Regions from separate parts of the Mus musculus genome. Here all the other regions are linked to region 1. The links are chromatin contacts, called in public promoter capture Hi-C maps. All regions are on one chromosome and are shown on one strand. The core of a region is the stretch at or near the end of the contact, and the rest is flanking DNA. Distances in the headings are between cores, read along the strand shown.

Region 1 (3,551 bases), core at 577-3,076:
GCACCGTTGTTTTGCAAAACAGGTCTGAAATCATCAGTTTGTATATTTCACTTGCTGCTTTGTCTACATCCCTCCCAAACTGTCTTAATTTATCCTTCATTTCACACATACTCCAAAAAACATCTGACATTAACAGTATCTGCAAAAACACTTATTACAAATAATTCGGTTTTCAATCACATGAAATATTTTAAACCTTAATGGTCTTATCCGTACTTCAGATGCTTGCCTGAACATTCATTTTTTTTTTTTTTTTTGCTAGTGTGTGGGTTCTATCACCTCTATTCATGTGCTGTTCTTTTTATAATACAATGAAATCAGCAATAACATATCAACAAAAATTATCTGAAGAATACAGCTCAGGAGGCAAAGTCTCAGCAGCACAATATTGAAGACCGATTTAAATACTGCTCTCCATAGTGAGGAAATACAACAAATTGAAACTCTAATCAGAATATCAACGCAAGTATATATTACCAAGATCTTCTGACATGCTAACAATAAAAAGTATTGGATACCATGTCCTTAATCTCTATTTTTCTGTAATCATTTCAACAGTCAACAAGTAGCTAGCTTCAGTGTGGACAATTGAAGAGAACTTAAATGCATCGTGACATGAGTGTATCAGCCTGCTGAATAATTTCCTTTAAAACTGACTATGTCAAAAAATATGTATAAATGTCTTTCAATAGAGCACAATAAAAGAAAAAAGATTGTTGCCACTTATCAATCCTGTAACCATTTTTAATAACCCCCAATATTTGCATTGTGGGGTGCACTTCCTTATCCACCAGCACGATAAAATACTGTGAGAGACAAGGGGATAATATCTTGCGCTTTTATTAAATTTTTACAAAACTCTCCAGTTATATTTGTTTAGCTATTTGTCTCAGATTAGCAACATTTTGATGATATCTCTAGCTACATTAGAATGCACGGAGACATTGGCACAATGTCAGTGGCTAAGCAAAGCTCTTGCTGGTTTGCAGTGAACAAATTCTTTTCATTTCAAAGGTTTATTATTTCAGAACACTTAAAAATACAGTTACCTTAAACAACAAAAGGATGTCTCAAGTGAGCCCTCTTCCCAGAAACAACAGCCAGTGAAATCAGGTGAAACGTTTGTTTTCAACATAAATGTCTTTTTATGAATTAGAAAGTTGGCCTGATGTTATCCAGTTCAACACAGAAATGTTAGGGGAAATGCTCAGTTGTGACGAAGCTTATCATTTTATGTGATACAATTTTCTTGCTTCTTAGTGGCTGTTTTATCCAGTTATGTTTGAGAACCTTCTTATAGCTCTTTACATATTGCCTGAGAGGGAGTATTTTTCTCACTGAAATTTAAGAGGCCCTCTCCTATTGTTATTTATAGTGGCTTTTTTTTTTCTCTCGTTATGTGTATTTCTGATAATTCGAGTTTTAAAGTAGCTATCAGTTAAGGGCACATGGTCTCATGTATTTTACGAACAATTACTTTTAAAAGCACTTTCAATCTAAAACTTTTCTATACTCAGTCTTTAACATTTTAGTCTAAAATCATGAAAAGATACTAGTATAATATTTCCATAAAGGAAGTATGAATTTGACAGTTGCAGTTATGAGACAGAATACACCTTTCTGCACTGAAAGAAACAAGCTGATATTTGGCTCATAGGTAAGAGCCTTCCAATCTGTAGAAATGATTATGCATTTGTGCCAGCAATACTTTCAAGTAGTTAACCCACAGTACAAATGTAAAGTTACATACCTTTTCTCCATGGTGACTTGCTATTAAAACTGCCATCAACTCCTTTTACTGACTCTTACAACAAAACGGAAAGGAGTAAGGTCACGTGTCCTAAGGGGAGGCCTGTGTTCGTTGCTGCTTAATTTCAGTACTTAAGAAAAAAAAAAAAAAGGCGGGGGCAAAGGGTGAGCAGAGACTTTAAAAAACAACCCACTTCCTGGGTACATGTAGTTAACCACATTATTCCCCTTAGAGTTTGCCTTGCACAGTCAGTCAATAATATCATTATTTATCAATGTTATAGTCAGTTTTCAAGTGTCGTATATTTATATGTGGTGCATCAAGTTATTCTAAAAGAGAAAATGTGATTAAAATTTTAGCCACTGGGTTGGGTTGGGTCAGGGGAGGAACTGGCTGTCAAGAAGAGTGGAAAGTTCCTCTTTCTCTGTCTTCTAGTAAGGCCTGGGTTATCTTATGTATATTCATGCTATCAAAAAAGCACTGCATATCTATTGGGAAACCAAGACCTCAGCTCTAACCCAGTACTGGTACTTGCCACACTTGTGGCTAGACATACAAGAGACTACTTGAGTTAGGTGCAGATGCACCAGAACTTTAGAGCAGGAATCCCAGAGCCAGCAGGTGCCCAGGGAGAGTTGCTCAGAATGCCTGCTATAGCATGAAACAGCATGAAGTTTCACCCTGGCACATTCTCTCTGAGTTTCCCAAGCAGATCTGAAATGCCATGAAAAATATTTGTGCAAACCACACAGCCCTTTAGTCTAACATAAAGAAAACGTCAGAATAAACTGTCCAAGGGCTGTCCTTTGGGCAAGCGCCTGTCCCTCTGATAGCAAGCTTCAGCTGATCTCAGGATCAGCCCTCATGTGTGCATCTACACTGAAAGTCTGCCCCTTAGTTACCAGGCTTAGTAAGGTTTTGAGATTTGCAAGGTATCACAAAAAGGAGATCGGTGGAAGATTTTGAGGGTGGGTTGGTGTCCTTATCCCTCTACTGGGAGTCCCGTATAACGCAGGAGGTAGCCACTCCATATCTGCTACTGTTAGGAGTCTCAGCTACAGTCACCTTCATAGACTGCCTGAGGTCTTCCCAATGCCAGATCTCTGGCATGTCAGAGTCATTCCCCCACCCCATCCCCCACCAGGCCAATTTCTCTTCACTCTCCCGGCTCTCCCTAAACCTACACACCATTCCCCATCCTCTCTCCCCTGCATTTCCCTTCCTCCACCCATCCCCAGTGACTATTTTACTTCCCCTTCTAAGTGAGATTCAAGCATCCTTCCTTGGGCCCTTTTGGTTATTTCACTTCTTTGGCTCTGTTGGATTGTAGCATGGGTATCCTTAAGGCTAATGTCCAATTATAAGTGAGTATATACCATGCATGTCAGTTTTGGTCTGGGTTACCTTACTCAGGATGTTTTGTAGTCCCATCTTTTGTCTGCAAATTTCACGATGTTCTTACTTTTAATAGCTAAGTAGTATTCCGTTGTGTAAATGAACGGCCCTTACTTACTGGCTGATTGCTATGAAGCGACTTCATGATCAAGGCAACTCTTACAAGAGAAAGAATTTAACTGAGGGGTTGCTTAAAGTTTCAGAGGTTCAGTCCGTTATCAACATGGCAGAAAGCAGACAGGCGTGGCACAGGAGCAGAGTCATTTCCTTCCAAATGTGTGAGAAAATAGATCACAGTATCTTCTCATCAGATTAATTGGATGAGAGCTCTGTGGAACACAGAGTTGGGGACTGCTTTCCAATCTCACTCATTCAATTCGCTGTCTAATGTCCTTCCTAAATGGAC
Region 2 (3,551 bases), core at 344-2,843, 1.5 Mb before region 1:
AACTTTATTGTTGGAGTGACCTCTCTCTCTCTCTCTCTCTCTCTCTCTCTCTCTCTCTCTCTCTCTCTCTCGGATGGAATGCATTGCTTGTGTGTTCCTAATGTATTCTGTGAGAATCTCATGATAAAACAGAAAAACAAATTTTATCTCATCTATTATGCTGATGATAGCCTTCCTATATCACACTTTCGGATCCAGCATGGTTTCCAGCAGGGCTGCCTCGGGCTGCACAGGTCTGCCAGAGTCTTCCTGGTCAACAGTGCTTACTCTCATTTACCTCTCCCTGCTCCTGCCAAGCATGCAATGGCCACAGACCAGGGCCACACTTTTACATATGTGCTAAAGTTTCCAGGTGGCCTGTTTGTGTTATGATTGTGCCTGGCCTCAAAATAAAAACAAATTGACAATCCCTCACCTCTCCAAAGCCAGTGCCAGATTTTAAATAAAATGTCTAGTAGTGATTTATTGCCAATGCAAACTGCCAGACTGGCATCCTGTCCACTCACTAAACAGACAGATCAGTAAAAGCTATGTCAGCCTTGCCAGTTGCCCTAAGTATGCTCTAGGAACATTCCAAATGTCATGTTTATTCTGTTACCAAATTCCATATTCATGTGCAATAGGAAACAGGATCTCTAGATGACCTTAATTCTGTAATAGAGTGGTCATTCTTCCCTTGGGGACATCCAAGGATCATCTGCGTTCTTCTTCCCTAGACAGGGCACTGACTTGTACACCAAGCAGAGAAACAAAACCAAAAGAAGCTCTTTCCTCCCAGTAACCTCGGGTCAGGGATGAGTTTCCTGTCACTTCCCCAGAGAGCAAACACCTGCCTAGTGATTCACAAGAGATGCTTCTTGTCCTTGCTCTTCATCAAAAAGAACAGCACCCTTAGTCCACCCTGTGCATCTGGAAACGTTGATTTCGCCCATACTTAACTCCATCCATCTGTATTTCTCCCCAGCCATCTGATCTCAGCCTGCTCTAATACAGTGTGTTTGCGGCTTATAGAATTCTGGATCTTCTCTCTCTCCAAGACTGGCAGGTCCCAGAAGATGGCTACATATCTAAACAGAAAAGACAAAAACCTGAAGTTCTCAGTTGGCATTTCTGTAAGATTACCGCCAAGCGAGGCAACCACATAACCTTCTTCCCATCTTACCCAAGCTACCTGAAGTGTACGCTCACCAAGTCAGTGAGAAGAACTCTCCCATGGCTCACCCCAAGCTTCTGTGTCACTTGTACATAAACCTCAGAACTGTCTATATTTCATGAGCCATTGTCTTCATGTATTATTTAATAACCTGTTTAACAGCATGCCTAATTACAAACATTTATTATAGAATTCAACTCTAGAAGTAGATGAGAATGTGCTAAATTGTTTGCTACCTAAAGTTTTAATGAGAGTATAATACCTTCAGCCCATATGCTTCAAGAACGTTATCCTTAATTATGTAACATGGGTATTTTACTGATATCTGTTAACTGCTCAAGCAGCTGTGGTTTTCTGCTATTTTGCACAGCTCAGGAGGAGCAGTGAGTTCAGTTTCCCCTTTTTGGGGGGTTGCAAAATCCATGCCCCAAACAGGTGTGTGCAATCAGGAACCGCAGTGATGAGCCCAAACTGCTGCCTTTCTAAAAATTCCACCAGCCGGTGACACACACTGCTCAAGGTTGCACAAGCTTGTTTTCCACCGGTTATTTTGATGATTCATTCCCCCATGGGGAGGTGAACTTCAGCCATTATTTCTCCTCTCCTGTTTCTGATAATTAGAGGAATCACTTCCTCATTTGATGATCTCTCACTCTGCCTTCCTCCCTCTGTCTTTCTTTAAAATGAGTTCTTACCTTTTGGAAGGTATTGCCCTCTTCTCATAGACCTCAAAGAGTAGGAGAGGTAAAATATCTCTCTCTCTCTCTCTCTCTCTCTCTCTCTCTCTCTCTCTCTCTCTCTCTCTCTCTCTCTCTCTCTCTCTGACACACACACACACACTCAGAACTCATCAGAACTCTTTGTCAACCTGCTGCAGTAATCTGTCTACACAACAAAGATATCATTCATTAAAACTATGACTACTCAAACCTAAGAAGCCTGCGCAGTCCACTTCCAAGCAGTGTCTTTGCAAAGCTGTCCTCTGTGCTCAGGAAACATGGTGGGAATGCCACTCAAGCCTCCTCCATAGTCTTTCAAATGCCAAATGCAGAAATCACTCTCTTTAACAAGACAGTTAGATTTTCATAGACACCAACTGTTTACTGAAAGTCAAGTCTGCTGACAAGTGACAGGAGTCTTCCTAAAAATAAAAACAAGGTTGATTATTAAATGACAAAATTTATGTCTGTAAAAACAAGTACATCAATGCAAAGAAAATCTCAAAGCAGGAGATGTGAAACATTTTCTAGGGTCAGCCTAGACAAGTCAACGTTCCTCCATAAATTTTTGGAAAATCTAGACAACGTAAATTTACCTTCCTATCTTGATTTTTCAAGAAAATGGGGAACTCCAATTAATTTATTCTCTTCCTAATTGAACTATAATTTGCAATTTAATAATGATACATTGTAGGAACTGTTTTCTTAATGCTGCCTAAATAGACACACATGTACATCAACCCATTTCACATTTCTCTAAATATTTTCATAGTGGAAAACGGTGTTCACAATAACAGTGCAAACTGTGGAGTCTGATAATCCAAATACAAGGTGTTGTTTTAACCACACACTGTCACCTTGAGTGGGCGACAGAAACTCTAAGAACTCCAGTTTTCCCATTTGATAAGCATTGGGAAAAAATAGAAACCTCATACAGTGTGCAGATGAAATAGGCTTTAAAATACCTCAACCTGAATACCTGATGATTAATGGAGGAGTGGAGCATCCCTGACATGGTATCATTTTCTGACATGCCCATTTTCACCTGGAAGGGATGTCCCTACCATGCTACCCAGCACCCAGCACAGTACATAGCCCATGATAAACCTAAACGGTTGTTTATTGAACTGAGATAAATGCATTCTTCTGAACACAATAAAAAATTTTAAGTTGGAAATTGAAAGTTAAAGATTTTCAATTAATGTATTGTGAAATTCGTTCAGGGACAATTGTGGTTTGATTTAATTCATAATATACCCACACCTCCCTATTAACAAATATTATTTAAAAATAATAACATCACCATATATTTCAAAGTGAATGATTTCTTCGTTTTTTTAACTCTTTGTGTTCACTTCTGTATTTTAAGAGATTTTTTTTTTTTTGGTCATCAATGTAAAATTATTTCCCTAGACATATTCATGAACACTAGATGATTAGTTGACTGTAGGTGGACTTGGTGAATAAGATAGCAGAAGTCATAGGTTAGGTCCAGATGGGGAGGTGGTGGGAGGAGAGCCCTAGATGGGAAGAACACTAAGCCACCACTTCTAGAATTCTTGGTAGCTGCAGGGGTGTGGGCTCTATAAGGGTGGCGGAACACTGAAGCAAAGTCACACTTCCCCAAATACAGAATCAGTGGAGTAAAGTTTCTCCTCTTAACCTGCCCCAGATACAAA
Region 3 (3,551 bases), core at 485-2,984, 1.4 Mb before region 1:
GTGATAGGGGCAATGGAGAAATTAATTTATCCAATCCTTCTCATTGTAAATGCTCAAATTAGGAAAGAGGAGAGTGTGTAACCAACTGTGAAAATCCGCTTTCTTGCACCCTAGAATGAAATCTAGCTGTGGTCATGCTGGGTGGCTATTACCCTCCCCCCACCACCACCACTGAAAAATAAACATGCAAAATACAAAGCCCTGTAGCTCTGGGAGTGTGGCTGTGGCAGCAGCCCCTGTGGTGGCTTTCCCCTCCTTTGAGTGCAATCGCCAGTGACTCTTGCATTCAAAGTCTTGCTGTAGGCACACATTCAAAGCACAGTTCAAAGCAGTTTATCTTAATATGAGTAAAAGTCTAGTGTTGGATCAGGGTATTATTTGTTTCAGGTCTCTTCAGACTGAAAACAGGGGACTATGACATATTTGACAGTATTAAAGCAGAAAAACTGATAAGAGGCAGCTGTTTGGCCCTCTTCAAACCTCCACCTTTTCCTTTATACTGGAGTCTATAGGCTGTGAGACTGGGCATCTCTCTGTGCTCTCGGGTTCTTAAATACTTTCACTATTTAAAATAATGGGGGGGGGTCTCCTAGTATTTTAAGAAATTAAGCCTTAACTGTTGAGGCAAAACAGTTTCTTCCTTTTCCTATAAATACAGAGCATCCTCAAATTTGGCTGTCTTTATTTACTTCTATATTAGTTCCAATTATGTGCAGTGTAAACCAGCTTTTTGATTAACAAAACAGCAGAGCATTGGTTAAGAACACTTAAACTTCAAAAAAAAATCCCCTGGGAAGTGGGCTCTGAATTGGTTAATAATGTGCAGTACTTGCTAAATTGCTGACTTCCAGATGTGGAAAATATCTTTCTTGTTTAGGACCTATGTAACCTGATTGGATTACGACAGAAGCGTCACGTTGGAAGCTTTTTGAGTGATTATTTAATTAACCATACAGTAGAAAGCTGTATTCTCCAGGAAATCCCTTCCATATTTGCATAACCAATCCCTTCAGAGCAAAGGTGGAGTCTTTTCTTTTTAATTTTAGTTTAATTGCAATATCAAAAATATGCACTTCAAAACTTAGACCCCACACAGTTTAGTGTCACCCTCTTCTTTCTTTCGTCCTAAGTTCCTCTGACCTTTCTCCTTCTTCCTCCTGCCCCTGTCCCCTCACTTTGTAATGTGGTCTGCATGAGGTGTAGAGGGGTCCAGAGATTGGCCAGCATAGTACAGCTCTATGTTAACCTAGAGACCCTTTATTAAAATGCCAAACTTTTAATATAGGGATCCAATCCAGAAAATCTCCCCCCCACACACACACACACATACACACATACACTGCACACTGAGATCCTAAGATGCAGTGTACAAGTAGCATTTCCCTCCCCTAGCTCTGGCATCTTTAAAAAAAAAAATGTAATAAGAGAAAGGGCAAGAATTTAGTTCCAAAAACGGTGCTTGAGGTATCCATACAACTTGACGTGCACCTCAAACCTAGTCACCAGAGATATCTGTATAAGACAAGAGATCTGCATGGAAGACCCGAGAGCTTTCCCTTTAACTTTCGCCCCTTGGAGTTCTCCAGTTCTGTGAATGGTGTGCACCGTTTTCCGCCCAGTACTCTGCAGGATTTAGTGATGAGGATAATGATGCCAAAGGCTTGCTTGACGGGGGGGGGGGGGGGGGGGGGGGGCGTGGAGAAGGGAGGGAGGGAGAGAGGAAGGGAGGGAGGTGGAATTTCATTTCTTCCACTAAAGCGTTTGCGGAGACTTCAAGGTATAATCTATCCCAGATCCTTTCCCAGAGAGAAACTTGGCGATCACGTTTTCACATGATGCTCACGCTCAGGGCGCTTCAATTATCCCTCCCCACAAAGATAGGTGGCGCGTGTTTCAGGGTCTCTCTTCTCTCCCCTACAGAAAAGAAAAAGAAAAAAATGTCATTAGAAGAGGCGTAACACGTCAGTCCGTCCCCAGGTTTGTGTTTCCTGGAGTGGCCGAAAAGAGATCAGTTCTAACCTGCTCGGCAGGAATAACGGTCCTGCCTCCAGACACTCTTGGCGAGGTTTTGTTCAGTTTGCTCCGGGAGCTGTTTCTTCGCCTCCACCTTTTTCTCCCCCACACTTCGCGGCTTCTTCATGCTTTTTCTTCTCACCATTTCTGGCCAAAACTACAAACAAGACTTCACAGGTAGGTTTCCCACCCCCCCCTTCTTTTCCTCCTCTTTTTATCCTTTTTTGGTGCTCTTGCCCCCCACCCTCCCTCTCTAATTTTCTCATTTTGAGTGGGAATGTTAGTCTGAAGTGAGCCGGGTGTCTCTGGACAGGAATTTCAGGTGGTTTTAGCTCTTTGGTGGCAGGCTTTCTTTTCCCAAGAGTGGCTTCTTTGCTTTCTCATGCCTTCCCTTACTCTCTCTTTCCTTTCCTCTCCCTTTTTCCCCTTCCCCCAGTAATTCGCCCTGTACCTGTCCATTCAGGTAACCAAAGGTGTTTTTTGCTACATAGTCTAGGAAAAGTTTTGTTGAGAACTGAATGGCTGGGGTAAAAAACTCATCAAGTGGAGAGTTTCTACTGCTTTGTTCTCACACCGACTTTCAATTCATTATATCAAGCAATTAAAACTTGGCAAATACCTGTTAATAATTATAAAACTTATTCGAGAAAGACCTACCAAATTCGGGAGCAAGTCCTTCTCTTAGATCTGGCAGACTAGTCTAACCTTTCCCACCGGAGAAGGCTGTTTTCTAAGCAGAAACTTGACTGTTTTTGTCTGCCTAGCGAGTTTCATTTCTTTATTTCATTCTTTGTGTGTGTGTGTGTGTGTGTGTGTGTGTGAAGTAACACCTCACTTCTGTGATTATAAATAAAGAAGTGAAAGTTCTCTTGGAACTTGAGTCGTTTACCAAAGTGTATGGGAGAGGGGGGGTCGCAACAGCTGGGAAGAAAACTGCTGTCAGGATAATAGGGTTAAAATTAGGGTAACTTTTGATATTTTATTTTAAATGACCAAGTAATATACACATCGATTTTTCATGGAACTCCTCTCTCTCTCTCTCTCTCTCTCTCTCTCTCTCTCTCTCTCTCTCTCTCTCACACACACACACACACACACACACACACACACACACCACACCACACCACACCACACCACACCACACCACACCACACCATTCCAGACTTTGGGACTGAAAAGTCGGAGTTCAAGAGTCACAGGCACAGTGCTGAGCTCAGCTAACATAAACGTGTTTATCTCCCACCTACTTACATGTTTCACATGCTAACCCTGTAATGATGAGGGCAAGATCGCTTACTCCAGAGTTAAGACTAACATTCACAAATAAAGTTTACAGCACAAATGCCATGTCTTTCCCTCACACACACACTGGCTCATAAAACTAGCAACTTATTTTATTAAATATATATTTTATATGCAGTGGTTTGTAAGTCTCAGCAGAAATACAGACAGACAGCTGTTTCATCCCACAAGCTTGTGTGACCATTTCTTTATTCCAGGACCCCCCCCCCCCAACAATTTCAAATTAGTAGGACAGA
Region 4 (3,551 bases), core at 760-3,259, 1.3 Mb before region 1:
GCCAAAGTGAAAGTATGCATAAATTATTTAGTTAAACCTGAGAAAACACCGGCTTACCCAGTGATCTCTCAAGGGCTGTCTACTTAAATTTCAGAATGAGCAGAAATTTTCTTTTTTTTCTCAGGAAATTTAAGTGTCAGAATGTCTTCTATCAGGTGAAATGTGAACAAAATTTTAAACTGATGATTTTTTTTTTGTTTAACTTCAAGTTCCATAATATCCATATGTCATAGCCAAGGATAGTTGTAAGAACTCTGCTAGTGAGTGATAGTGGTAAGTTCCTATGAAATCATTCTTTTTGGTTTTAGATTTTATTTTTACATTTATCTAATTGCGTGTGTGTTTGTGTATCCACACACAGGAGTCAGTAGACAAGGCATGTTATAGGAGTAGGTTCTAGACTTTTAATATTTAAGTCCCAGGAATTGAACTCATGTCATCAGGTTTGACGGCAAGTGCCTTTACCCACTGAGCCATCCCACTAGCTTTTGAAAGTACTATAAAAGCTGGTGTAATGGTTTTTTTGTTTTGTTTTGTTTTTCTTCATGCTGACATGACAATTGGAAAACATTTTGTTTTCTTCCTATCTAGAGTATATGTTTCCATTATAAATATACAAAATAAGACAATTTTGCTGGTAAAAAATAAATAAATCATAAATATGGAAAATATGGAATCAGCTTCAAGTTTGTACATAGCATAGCACCGAGTCTCCATAGTATGTCATGTTGTACGCTTAATCTCCAAGCTAATCTATTAGTACTTCAACGGCATTATCCCAAACAAGGAAACATGGTTTTCTTCATGCTGGAGGCAAGGCCAGGCCTTGTCCAGCTCTGTTGAGCAATATCCTCAACCAAAAAAAAAGGGGGGGGGAGAGGGGAATTTAAAAATAAATATCTAAATCCTGAAGGAACTATTAACTGAAACAGGAAAAAATAAGCAAAAGGAAAACTTAGGTAAGTTGCTTAGCATCCTGATGTCTATACCTCTGTAGAATCCATTTGGATTCTATGTTCAGATAAATTGAGAGATGAGACTGAATATGGTGGAAGGTAGTCACATAACTTTGAGTTTTAAAACATTTTTTTTCAGATTTATTTGTTCTTATTGTATGTGTATGAGTGTATGAATGTTTTACTTCCATGTATGTATGTGGACTACATGGTAGAGTTCAGAAGAGGGCATCAGAGCCCCTGGAACAATGGTTGTCAGCCACCAAGTAGATGCTGGAAACCAAACCCAAGTCCTCTGCCATAGCCACAAGTGGTCTTAACTGCTGAGCCATCACTTCAACCCAAACAGACAACGACAGACCACCAAGACATTAAAGGTTTTAAATTCTTCAAGCTAGATAAACACAGGTCCTGAAGCAACCATACAACTTGTCCCACTGACACACGTTGAGCCCTTGAGCAAGTTGCTGCCCATATGCCAGTCCTTAAGCCCAACTTCCTTCTCTTTCGACTGCAGTGGGGTCAGTTTGACTTGGCCTTCCTTCTCTCCTCCTTTCCTCTTCCCTTCCTGAAAAGCTGTTTCTGTAAAATCAAATGAGTAAGAAGATGGCATTCCTACACCACAGTCCTCTACGAAGAAGTTAGACATCCTGTTTTGACTTGAATTTATGCCTCAGAAGCAGAAGAGGGAACGGAATCAGGGATTATGTCCAGGTTACAACATCAGCTAATTTGACGGAAAGGTAGTTACATTTATTTTTTCATCTTTGTTTACTTATTTACAATAGTTTGTGCCTTTTGTAAGGATTGTTCTGGAGACAGAGAGAAAAAGAAATGTGATCTGTTCTCAGTCTCAGGAGATTAATGCACACATACAGTTCTTAGTATACATTCATAATGGGCTCAAACACAGAAAATGAGTTCTTTTTTTTTTTTTAAGACACACATGAGATTCCAAAAATGAGACAATCTTCAGGGAATGATAGTGTGTATCCTCCACGTGATTTCCCTGAGAGAGGTCCCTGCACTTCTTCTATGGGGAAGCTGTACTGGCCAGGGCTGCTATGAGGAACCCTGACTCATGGTGACTGTGACCATAGTGATTGAAAATAGACAGGAGGGAACTTCACAGTCAGGTGACTTCTTTCTAACTACAGCAAGTTCTCAGATCCCTGGGCTGGCCCAAGATGAGAGAGCAGTTAATAAGGAGAGCTTGGCACCCTGTGCCTCTGTCTGGTTGACACCCACGGGATTGAGAAATCTGCTAGTTTGCATACTGGTACAATGCTGGAGCTTAACCCCTGGCCACTGTATGGATGACAGGTGAGAGCCAGATTGAAGGCCAAAGGGGTTGCTTTTGATCTAGGAAGGCAGTGCCAGAGTTACCTCAGGGAAATCTGCTGTGTAACCCAACGAAATCTATTAGCTGATCAATTCTGAATATATACGCCAAGGATTTTTTTTTTAAATATCAAAAACGACCCATATTGAAGAATTTGCACAAATTCCCCATTTAAGTCAGTATTAACCATGATAGAAGCAATCAGGCCTGATCCTAGAAAGAAATTAGATCTTTCAAACCTGCCTAATTCCCACTGCAGTTGCTTGAGGAAAATTGAAATGAAAGAAGGGATTTATGATTTTTTTTTAAGCTCAAAAATCCCACATACTGATTTCTGACTAAGACCAGTACTGGCCAGGGCTGGAGCCGTCCTTCACCCGCACATTACTTCACTTACAGATTAAACTGTTGTTTCCTTTTCTCTTATACTACTACAGGCGAAATACCTAGGCAAATGCACTCTGCTAAAATAACTTTACGGTTGTGACACAGTTTGACAAAGGCAAAAGAAACTACGAGTCAGGGCTCAAACCCCATCCTCGGCCAGTTCCAACTGTGGAAAAGAAAATGCTTTAAAACAGAACAGCCTTGGAATAATCCCGAAGTTTTTGAGGCAGCCTCTGCACTGTCTAGTGTCTTGAACTTTGGGTTACATAAAAGAGTTGTAATATGTATGCTCACAGCAATGTGGTCATGGTTTTGTTAAGTGTTGCTTGCAAAAGACATTCCCTTGGTTTTACTTGTGTTTGTTTTTGCATGACTTGATTTCTTTTAAAGGTTCTGTAAATGTAGCTGAAGATAGTAACTTATTGGAAGTGAATAAGTTCCCTTGAAATATCCCTTAAGTAATAATAATGGCTTCCTTGGCTATAGTCACTTGATACTTATTGCTACTACAGAAGTGATATACAGAGGATAGTCTGTCTGTCTGTCTGTGTGTGTCTGTCTGTGTGTCTGTTGAAATAAAACCATTTTTACCCAAGTTCCATATTTACTACCTGTATGCAAATTATAAATCTAATAAAGAGGTCGTACATCATTTTTATTAAACCTATGTCCTCCACAAATAGTGTTTACATAGAAGAATATAAAGTTTATTCCCTCCTGGGAAACATTTTGAAAAAATATAAGTTGTATTTTGAGACTTAATCAATTTGCCTTCTCTCTTCTGGCATTTTAATTGAAACCTCCAAAGGGTGTGCTTCCTCCTCAAAGCATCAGAAAACAACTATCAGTTGTGCAGTTATAACGTG
Region 5 (3,551 bases), core at 786-3,285, 1.2 Mb before region 1:
CTCTTGTTTCTCAGCTATCGTGTTTTACCTCCCTGATCTAACTTTCCCTCATTCTTGGTGTGCCTGTTTTCTTCACAGTGCTTTAGTCCAAACATTTTATTTTACTTTCTGTCCTATACACAGCGCTCTAGACGATGGGTCTCCTTTTTGATGTTGTGGTCTTTAAGAAGTCTTTTCTTAATTCATGTGTATCATTTCCCCACTTAACATTTTGGAAATTACTGTTGAGTCCTTGATTATTAGTGTTGAATTATCATTTCATGCCTCATATTTTACCTCACCAATAATGTTGTAATTTTCTTGACAATAGAGATTTCATAACTCTTTTAATCAGGCACAGCCTTTGGCCCCTCTGAGGATGAATGTGCTTGGTTGGACCAAGGTTCCAGAGCCGGGGCCAGATGTCACTGAGATCATGCAGATGATCCCTGACTGAGAGATGCAAGTTGCATAACAAGAATCCTTGAACATACTAGGGTGAGATGGCTTCTGACAGCATTACCTAAGCTCACACTCACAGACCACGGATACTGAGACAGAGCCTCAATGTCAACGAATTTGGACCTTAAGTGACTTTATGCTTGTAGCTCTAAATCCTATGCTGACAAGTATGTGAGACAGGTCTTGGGAAATCTGGGCATATTGGCTAGGCAACTCATTTTCTCTGGACTTCAGATCTTAATCAGCAAAATAATAATAAAGACTCCCGGTGATCTTAAGTATACAATTCATGTATAAAATTATGGCTTTTTCCAGATTGATGAATAATAGTAGGCTTTGGGCTTTTCCCCAATATTTTATTCTGTGAAAAAGGATTTACTAGATCCATTTGCCATTTGGAATTCTCATTTTCAGCTTTCTGCATTCACTTTTTTTGTGTTTCCCAATTTGTGTAAAAGTAGATGGACAGATGGTTTATTAGGCTTTTTAAATGCTCGGGATACTGTTGTTCAAGTCAACAGAGGTTTTAAGCTTTGGAGGTCCACATAGAGTGTGGGCTTTGTTTAGAACAGAAGATCGTTTTCACTGTTCAATTTAAGGATAACAATGTTTTCTCACATAACTTTAAGCAACTTGTGGTTGTAACTCCAAAGGCCTAATCAGGCTCTGTTATTTTGGTATGCTTAATGCATTTCTGCACTACAGTCTGTTCCAAGTTGTAGCTTTAAAAATGAAGTTACCAGATAAAAGCATAGACCTACCGTTGCATGTTCTGTCTTTGCATGAATCATTTAATCCACAACGTGATCCCAAATACGAAATCACTAATTCAGACTCACAGAAATGTAAGGGAGATAAATTCCTATTTTTAATAGAAACCATTTAGACTTTCTTGGATTCTTTCTGACTTTTAATTGCTCTGTAGCTGCTCTTGTGGGGACCGCAGATATGTTATTATTAATACTCTAAGATGCATCTGTAATACGTATAGTCTCGACAGCCAAAAGGCTGCATATAAGTTAAGTACAGGAAACGCCAGCATCGGCTAGGAGAGGTCCCGCAAGAATTCCGAGGGGGGGGGGGGGGAAAGCGGGGCGTGCTGACCAATACCTGCAGGAGGGTGTGCACTCGCCTTGCGGGGTCCCCGAGGCTTAGGCGCGCCCGGAAGGACAGGGAAGGGGACTACAGGTGCCGGCTAGCCACCTGCCTGAGAACGTGCGAGCCGGTGAGTCAGCCCCCAGACCTCTCAGGGGAAGAGAAGGCCGCAGCGCGAGCGAGCGGAGGCAGCGACCAGAGGAGTGAGAGAGAGTACGGAAAAGCCGAAGGGGCGGCGGGGGCGCTGGCCTGACTGGAAAGCGTACGCGGGGCCCGTGGGCGGAGAGCAGGTGTGAGGAGCCGCGCCACCGTGGAGAGTTCGCCCAGCACCGCGCGTCCTCTGAGTCACCGACTAGGCGTGGAGGCCGCCGTCCGGGGGCGGAGCCTCAGGCTTGTGGGCGGGGAGGGGCGGGGCGAGGGCGGGGCCGGCGCCTGACGCGCCCCAAGGCCGCGGCAGCCGCAGCGGGGAGGGGCTGCGGCCTCGGTGGCGGCCGCGGGGGAGGGGCTCGGCGTCAGCGCGTCGCCAGCTGGGCTGTCGGTGGCCTGGAGGGAGCCGTGGAGGAGGAGGAGGAGAGGAGGAGGAGGAGGAGGAGGTGAGTCGCCTTGGCTGGGAGCTGCGCTGGCCGCGGGAGGCGGGGAGCGCGGCCCCTCCCTCCCGGCGCCCGCCTCGCGGGGCCGCGCCGCGCGGAGTTCCCAGTGGGGCGGCGGCCGCGAGGAGCGGAGGGGGAGGAGGGCGGAGCCGGGGCCGCGCTTCCCGGGCGCACGCGCGGCCTCCTGCTCTGCCCGGCCGCGCTGTGGCCCCGGGCGATGCTTTTCCCTAGCGCGGAGCTTGGGAAGGGCAGAGTCCAGGCGGACACTGGGACATCGTGCCATGGCTCCCGCGCAGCAAGGCCTGGCCTGCGCTTTCCTACTCGGGATCCACCTCAGGCGGCGAGACCCAACACCTCGCGGCCCCTCATTAGAGGATTCGGCATAGGCCTGATGTTTCCGCAGGATCCCGCCTGACGGGGCTTTCTAAAGCGAGGAAGGGCTCTTGGAGTTAATAAGTCTTTACAACTAACCGAACGACAGCAAAGTTGCATTAATAAATCAGTTTAACCCTCGATCTCGCGATAGGCAGCGTCTGCACCCCAATTCCCACTTCGCGGGGCTCGTGCAACTTTTACAGTCGTAGAACTACCCCTCATTGGATAAGCTTTGAAATAATTCTTAAAGTTAGTGCCTTGAGGCCCTGGGAAGTTCAAAGGAAAGGGCTTACATTTTCCCTCCCATCTGTATCACAGTTAAGGAAATGGAAAACGTGAATTGAAGGCGATCGTTCTCCACGCTGAGGATCATCGTCCCCTCTGTGCCCAGCTTGCGTGACTTAGCACCCCTGAAGTTGACTTTAAAGCTTACTGTAGTGGTTAGGTAAAGGAACTGCTGTGGGGGAAAAGGCAGTATAACTCAACAGAGCCATTTTATTGTGTCTTATTAACCCGTTTACCTTAAGCTTTATCAGTGACAAGAGTTTCATGTTGGAACCCACATACCCAGTGAGATACTGAATTTTCATTAGTACATTCCAGGTTTTGATGTGAAATAGATTCTCAGCTTCAACTGAGAAGAATTATACACTGTTGTCCTTAGGGTCTTGTTCTGTATTTAATGAAACAGTTTAATATTGAGGATTGGGGAAACACATTTTGAATCAGGATACTCCGACAAACTTAAACCATACCTACGAATACACTTTATAGCAACACAGTGTCTTTACTTCTGTTCTGAAATCATGCTGACAGTTTTACCTTATAAATCCTAGACTAATAGGACTCTCTGTTGGTGAGGGACCTCAGCAGTGTTATTCAGCTTCACTATTTTACATTTTCCAGAGATTTAGAAGGAACTAACAGAACTACTTGCCTTTATTAAGGATTTACTAGATGGACCCTTCTGATAGACACTCTTGTACCAAACTTGATCCTGATTTGACCAACTCCCCAGCCCACTGAGAAAGTAAAATGCTTTCCTGACCT

The links. Promoter capture Hi-C pulls out the DNA fragments that hold promoters and counts their contacts.
Region 2: a contact with region 1 is called in a promoter capture Hi-C map of pre-B cells, with 6 times the contacts expected there. The contact joins the enhancer-like site here to the promoter of Arhgap15 in region 1. A contact is called at or near these places in 5 of 39 promoter capture datasets (the C10 cell line, cranial neural crest, pre-B cells and 1 more) and 2 of 115 datasets of contacts at active chromatin or transcription factors (the 230-238 cell line and large pre-B cells).
Region 3: a contact with region 1 is called in a promoter capture Hi-C map of pre-B cells, with 4 times the contacts expected there. The contact joins the promoter of Zeb2 here to the promoter of Arhgap15 in region 1. A contact is called at or near these places in 6 of 39 promoter capture datasets (the C10 cell line, the HPC-7 cell line, HPC-7-derived erythroid cells and 3 more), 4 of 484 Hi-C or Micro-C datasets (the HPC-7 cell line, LSK cells, pre-B cells and 1 more), 7 of 115 datasets of contacts at active chromatin or transcription factors (the 230-238 cell line, bone marrow-derived macrophages, embryonic forebrain and 3 more) and 1 of 9 other capture datasets (liver).
Region 4: a promoter capture Hi-C map of the HPC-7 cell line shows a contact between it and region 1, with 4 times the contacts expected there. The contact joins the enhancer-like site here to the promoter of Arhgap15 in region 1. A contact is called at or near these places in 4 of 39 promoter capture datasets (the HPC-7 cell line, hippocampal neurons and pre-B cells), 1 of 484 Hi-C or Micro-C datasets (the G1E-ER4 cell line) and 1 of 115 datasets of contacts at active chromatin or transcription factors (microglia).
Region 5: a contact with region 1 is called in a promoter capture Hi-C map of pre-B cells, with 2.6 times the contacts expected there. The contact joins the promoter of Gtdc1 here to the promoter of Arhgap15 in region 1. A contact is called at or near these places in 7 of 39 promoter capture datasets (the 3T3-L1 cell line, the C10 cell line, the HPC-7 cell line and 2 more), 1 of 484 Hi-C or Micro-C datasets (pre-B cells) and 8 of 115 datasets of contacts at active chromatin or transcription factors (the 230-238 cell line, the SCID.adh cell line, T-cell acute lymphoblastic leukemia and 5 more).

Annotation. Positions count from the first base shown.
Region 1 is chr2:43,747,099-43,750,649 of GRCm38.p6, reverse strand. It overlaps Arhgap15 (Rho GTPase activating protein 15), which reads right to left and starts at 1,826. Exons shown (of 14, transcript NM_153820.3): 1 at 1,751-1,826. The coding sequence starts at 1,761. The region is part of intron 1 of Gm39804 (a long non-coding RNA gene); the gene reads left to right.
Region 2 is chr2:45,277,718-45,281,268 of GRCm38.p6, reverse strand. It overlaps Vis1. Among named protein-coding and RNA genes, the nearest start is that of Gm13479, 110 kb to the left of the region's middle. Within about 2 kb of position 1,593, at least 71 of the 459 cell types and tissues checked have an H3K27ac peak or open chromatin away from gene starts, as enhancers often do. A contact at or near this core is called in the 230-238 cell line and pre-B cells, where this site is marked.
Region 3 is chr2:45,111,462-45,115,012 of GRCm38.p6, reverse strand. Zeb2 (zinc finger E-box binding homeobox 2) reads left to right here and starts at 1,734. Exons shown (of 10, transcript NM_015753.4): 1 at 1,734-2,190. It overlaps Zeb2os (zinc finger E-box binding homeobox 2, opposite strand), which reads right to left. Exons shown (of 3, transcript NR_110572.1): 2 at 2,020-2,170; 3 at 926-1,914.
Region 4 is chr2:45,048,014-45,051,564 of GRCm38.p6, reverse strand. The region is part of intron 2 of Zeb2 (zinc finger E-box binding homeobox 2); the gene reads left to right. Among named protein-coding and RNA genes, the nearest start is that of Mir5129, 27 kb to the right of the region's middle. Within about 2 kb of position 2,009, at least 88 of the 459 cell types and tissues checked have an H3K27ac peak or open chromatin away from gene starts, as enhancers often do. A contact at or near this core is called in the G1E-ER4 cell line, the HPC-7 cell line and microglia, where this site is marked.
Region 5 is chr2:44,925,720-44,929,270 of GRCm38.p6, reverse strand. Gtdc1 (glycosyltransferase-like domain containing 1) reads left to right here and starts at 2,035. Exons shown (of 11, transcript NM_001362987.1): 1 at 2,035-2,129.